2 separate regions of the Mus musculus genome follow, and region 2 is linked to region 1. A link is a contact called in public HiChIP or PLAC-seq data. All regions are on one chromosome and are shown on one strand. The core of a region is the stretch at or near the end of the contact, and the rest is flanking DNA. Distances in the headings are between cores, read along the strand shown. Region 1 overlaps Tdrd5 (tudor domain containing 5). Region 2 has its middle 22 kb from the start of Abl2.

What was found. HiChIP or PLAC-seq counts read pairs in DNA pulled down with a chosen protein or histone mark.
Region 2: a contact with region 1 is called in an H3K27ac HiChIP or PLAC-seq map of T-cell acute lymphoblastic leukemia, with 4 times the contacts expected there. The contact joins two enhancer-like sites. A contact is called at or near these places in 1 of 115 datasets of contacts at active chromatin or transcription factors (T-cell acute lymphoblastic leukemia) and 2 of 9 other capture datasets (adipose tissue and pancreatic islet).

The regions. Positions count from the first base shown.
Region 1 is chr1:156,282,981-156,285,749 of GRCm38.p6, forward strand. Tdrd5 (tudor domain containing 5) reads right to left here. Exons shown (of 18, transcript NM_001134741.1): 8 at 2,406-2,614; 9 at 1,285-1,505. Among named protein-coding and RNA genes, the nearest start is that of Tdrd5, 19 kb to the right of the region's middle. Within about 2 kb of position 1,436, at least 23 of the 459 cell types and tissues checked have an H3K27ac peak or open chromatin away from gene starts, as enhancers often do. A contact at or near this core is called in T-cell acute lymphoblastic leukemia, where this site is marked.
Region 2 is chr1:156,535,767-156,538,535 of GRCm38.p6, forward strand. No RefSeq gene overlaps it. Among named protein-coding and RNA genes, the nearest start is that of Abl2, 22 kb to the right of the region's middle. Within about 2 kb of position 1,450, at least 17 of the 459 cell types and tissues checked have an H3K27ac peak or open chromatin away from gene starts, as enhancers often do. A contact at or near this core is called in T-cell acute lymphoblastic leukemia, where this site is marked.

The DNA of each region.
Region 1 (2,769 bases), core at 186-2,685:
AGTCACACGCACACACTCCCACACAGACACATAACAGAATCATCTTTTAAAAATAACAACCAAGGGGGCTGGTGAGATGGCTCAGTGTGTAAGAGCACCCGACTGCTCTTCTGAAGGTCCAGAGTTCAAATCCCAGCAACCACATGGTGGCTCACAACCATCTGTAACAAGATCTGACGCTCTCTTCTGGAGTGTCTGAAGACAGCTACAGTCTACTTACATATAATAAATAAATAAATCTTTAAAAAAAAAATAACAACCAAGCCAAGCAGGGCAGCACACACCTTAAATGCCAGTACTTTGGGGGGTAGAGGTAAGAGGGTATCTGTGAGCTTGAGGCCAGCCTGGTCTACATGGTGAGACCCTGTCTCCAAAAACAAAACAACAACAATAAAAAAAAGTAGTTGATTTTCTTTCTTTTGTTTTTTTGTTTTTTTTGTTTTTCGAGGCAGGGTTTCTCTGTGTAGCTCTGGGTGTCCTGGAACTCACTCTGTAGACCAGGCTAACCTCGAACTCAGAAATCCACCTGCCTCTGCATCCCAAGTGCTGGGATTAAAGGCGTGCCACCACCCGGCAGTAGTTGATTTTCAATGTAATACCATTTGCATTAAAACTACTAATGTGATGATAAAGATTACACTTTACTTTAAAGTTTAAAATTCCTATGCTTAAAAAAAACTACAAAACAAACAACGTGCCTCTAACCTATAAATTCTACTTGCCCAAGGACAGACAACTTCCAGACTGCCAGGGGTTATTCTTGTAATTGCCTGCTCTTGTATTTTAAAGATAACAAGTGTTTTCGCTTCTCTAGACAAGCTTGCTTGCCCCTGGCTGCACATAGGAAGGGTCTGTGTCTGACTGCACATGGGCTGAATGTGTGCCGATTCCAGGTAGGCAGGAGGTAGGTACACCACTATGTGCTCTTGCCCTTGATTACACAAAGGCAGGAAGTCACATAGATACATACAGATACATAGAGAGTTTGGTACAACTCATAGTTTGAGTATCTACAAAGGGATTTGGAATATACTTGGTATATCGATATGAAGGACTATTGCACATGCTTGGATTAGAAAAATATAGCTATTTTTCATGAAAATGTTATTTATCATACCTCACATGGATTTTTAAAACAGGTATTTTAATTTTTGCAGTTTAAGTTTCTGTCTGATAAGCATCAGTAAGCAAAAGCTTTTTGTTAGTTTAGGAGTCCCAAGACCAACTCATCTGAGAACTCCTGATTAAAGCTAAGCTGGAACAGTGAGGGCAGGAGGCGCCTACCGCATTTCAATCATCATGTCTTCAAGTAGTTCTGAGGAATCTCTGCTGTAGATCCGGATGTAGAACTGACTAGGGGAGATTATATACTCCACGAAGACCCCCACAAGGGTGCTGGTATCTAATGGAGGAAGTCTGCACAATTTCTTGGCACGCACAGCGTCTGGTGGGATATCGTGGTTTGCCACTGACAGGCTGAGCTGCGGTTTGTTTGTTTCTACCTGCTACAGGGAAGGCAGGGAGAGAAAGAAACCGTAGAAAGACATTAAAGGGACATTTCAAATCCCTCAAACTCTTTCACGAATCAGCCTTATTGCAGTCCCTGGGCTCAAGGCAGATTCATGACTGAGAATGCTTTAGAATGCTAAAATACCATTTACAGCCACCACTTAAAGACATCCTTCAAGTACTCCATTATGGAAATATTGGCCAAAAAGTTAAGAGTGTTAGGCAAGTGTCCCCAAGAAAAAGGGGAGACATTCAGGTGGAGTACGGCAGGTCCTCCTACCTAACCCTACCCTTAGTCAAGGGTAACTTTAGTAGATGGATCTTAGGGACTTTTCCATCAAAAGGTTTTGCAGCACTTTCATCCTAACACTTGCTCTTTCCTCTAGGCCTTCTTCCTATTGTCCTGAAGAAAAAAACAGCAGGCTCTTAAACTGCTCATCCCAGTGAAGAGCCTGTTAGAGTGAGGAACAAAAAAGTCACAAGCAGAGACGCAAACACAGAAAGAACCGTGGGAGGCTGTCATGAAGGAGAAGAGTTAAGTAAACAACAGAGGAACAGGGAACAGGGCCAGGGCCGAGGCTGGGCCAAAGCAGGCTCTGCACCCTCTAAAGCCCCAGGCTTTCCAGCCTCGACCTTAAGGCTCACTAATAGAGACATTTACAGTGCTGTCAGGGAACTTACATTTCAGGCACCCAAAAAACTTTAACACCACGAGTGTGGGAAATGAAAAAACAGAAAAATGCCACAAAAAAGAACTGGTCTTTTCCAAGGACAGGTGTCCCTAGATTTATTTTTTTTTCTAGCGAGCACCTGGTTTAAAGAGGCATTCACTCGGTTACTGAGCCTCCTACACAATGTAACGCAATGTAACACAATGTAACACACTACCCACTCACCAGCTGCAGAGGCTTGACCACCAGATTAGGCTTCTTGTATATCTTCTGTTCTGGCTCCTTCTGGTTCTTCAAAGGGCAATCCCACGTGGTCTTCTTAACTGCTACAGTGGATAGTGAATTTCTGGAGAGACTGGAAGTCCAAGGGTTAGCTTCTGTTTTCTTGTCTGGTTGAACTAAACACGAATTTCTGACTGATGAAAGCGGTCCACCTGAAACAGTCAGAGTGGTTACAGTGTGGGACCACTGCCCCTGAGTGGGCCGTGTGCCAGGCACCAGGAAGGGACACTGGCAAGGGGAACTTGTCCCTGGAAACCTTGCAGATGGAGAGACACCAGGGATGACGCACTAAAAGAGGAACAAACTG
Region 2 (2,769 bases), core at 200-2,699, 250 kb after region 1:
ACCATATATACGTGTTTTGGGGTTTTTTTGGGGGGGGGGCGGGTTGAGACAGGGTTTCTCTGTATAGCCCTGGCTGTCCTGGAACTCACTCTGTAGACCAGGCTGGCCTCAAACTCAGAAATCTGCCTGCCTCTGCCTCTCAAGTGCTGGAATTAAAGGCGTATGCCACCACTGCCCGGCTTATACGTGTATTAATATACGAAATTGTCGAGTATTTTAAAAGTAATTTTTTAAATCTAAAAAGAAAAGAATAGTAACAAGGAAGAAGTGGGGGGGTGCAGAAGAGAAGAGTGAGGAGAAAGCATGACTATTTAAACCTCTACACAGAGCAGGCAAGTCAACTCAGCGGTTGAAGGTGCCTGCAGCCATGCTCATGGCCAGAATTCAATCTGCAGGACCCAGGACTGGAAGAAGAGAACTAATTTCTGGAAATTGTTCTCTGACCTCCACAAGTGCCGTACATAGCACGTCTACACAAATACTCACAAAAATAAATAAAATAAAACAGCAACATCAGAGCTGGGGTAGGACTTAGCGGTAGAACCCTTGCCTTGCTTGTAAAGGCCCTCAGTTTTATTCCAGGTACCACAAAAATAAGTAAAAATAAAAACAAAACAAAAAACCCAAAAGCTACATTAAGAGCTTGCTGGCGCTTGCAAGATCACACAGAAGAGTGTGACAAACACTTGCACTATAGCAGTTCTCATAAAAACAGATTTCCTTGACCAGTGGCAGCGCAGGCCTTTAATCCCAGTACTCAGGAGGCAGAGGCAGACGCTTTCTGAGTTCGAGGCCAGACTGGTCTACAGAGTGAGTTCTAGGACAGCCAGGGCTACACAGAGAAATCCTGTCTTGAAAAACCAAAACCAAACCAAAATAAAACAAAACAAAAAAATCTCCAAACCAAACCAAACAAACAAAAATCCCATGGTGCTGCTATTTATTGACTGAGTATTTTGGCTGCCTTGAGTTTCCTGTCTGAGAACTGGGATAATAATAGCACATGGGTTTATTATTAGGTTTTAAAAAGACGTGTATAAATGCTTAGTATCTGAAGCACAGTGACCAGCACCCAGTAAGTAACTATTATTATTTTAAAGGGTACAGATGTGAGGGGAAATGCTATCGCCCAAACCTATTCCTCAAATCCCATTCATCAGAGCTTCTCTTTAGCAACCTCCATCCTGTCTGGATGTCTTTTCACCCCTTGCACCACTAGTGAACACCCTGTCTTAGTTAGGGTTTTATTGATGTGAAGAGACACCATGACCATGGCAACCCTTACAAAGAAAACCGCTTAACTGGGGCTGGCTTATAGATTAGTCCATTATTGTCAAGGCAGGAAGCATGGCCACATACAAACAGACATGGAGCTGGAGGAGGAGCTGAGAGTTCTACATCTGGCTCTGCAGGCAGTAAGAAAGAAGACTGAGACACTCGGCTTTGCTTGAGCTTCTGAAACCTCAAAGCCTACCTACTTCCTCCAGCCACCCCACAGCTACTCCAACATGGCCACACCTCTTAATAGTGCCAGTCCTATGAACCTCTAGGCCACCTTCATTCAAACTTCCACACAGCCCATATAAATTCCTTTTTTAAAAAGTATTTATCCCTGTGGCATACATGTATACACAGTACTCTGGTCATTTTCATCCCTCCATTACCCCTATTCCTCTCCCCTTTCTTGTGGCTTTCTATCTAGTCCTATCCCATGCTACTCTCTCTTATCTAAGTACAATCCAAGTCTCTACTCTCTACTTATCTAAGTACAATAAAGGAAAAATGATGTCAAATAATAAAAGATATTTATTTTTTTAGATAAGCCTTGAACTCATAGAGATCCCCCTGCTTCTGCCTGCCATTCACTGGGCTCAAAGGTGTGCACCACACACCCAGCAATGCAAAGATTCTTTTAAGAGGGCCCATAAGGCTGTGCGTGACAGCACAGTGCCTGTGGTCACAGAACTTGGGAAGCAGACTATGCTGGTTCCTTTTTGTCAGCTCGACACAAACCTAGCTATATCTGAGAAGACGGAATCGTGAATGAGAAAAACGCTCCATAAAATGGACCTAAGGCAAGCCCTGGGAGCCATTCATGGATTAATGATTGTTGTGGGTGGACTGAGGGCACCTCGGGCCACCAGTGCCAACCCTGGACAGATGGTTCTGCCTTGTATGAGAATGCAGGCTGAACAAACCTGGAGCAAGAAGTAAGCAATGTCCCCCTGCCCCCCTAGCTTCTGCTATGTCAGTTCCTACTTCCATGTTCCTGCTTTGAGTCCCCTCCCTGAGTTCCCTGTGTGCTCTGGTAGTTGTGAGAGGAGATAAACCTTTTTCTCCCCAAGCAGCTTTTGGTCACAGTATTGTATCACGGCGATAGGCACCCCATCTAAGACACAGAGAAAGGGGGACAGTGAATCTGAGAACAACCCGAGCCACAAAGCAAGACTTTGTCTCAAAAATAGAAAACAAACAAGCAAACCCAAAAACAAAATGAGGGCTTGGCAAGATAGCTCAGTGGGTAGAGGTGCTTGCTACCAGTCCTGGCAACGTGAGTTTGATCCCTGAAACATGATGGAGAGAGAGAGAAATGGCTTCTGCAAGCTATCTTCTCATCTTTGCTCAGACATTGTGGTACATGCCCGTGCACGCATACCTCTCCAAATAGAAACTAAATGTAAACTGTTCTTAAAAGCACTGACTCCCCAGTTTTCAGCCTTGTTTGTATATGTTAAATACCTAGAGGGTCATTTAAGATGTATTTACTTA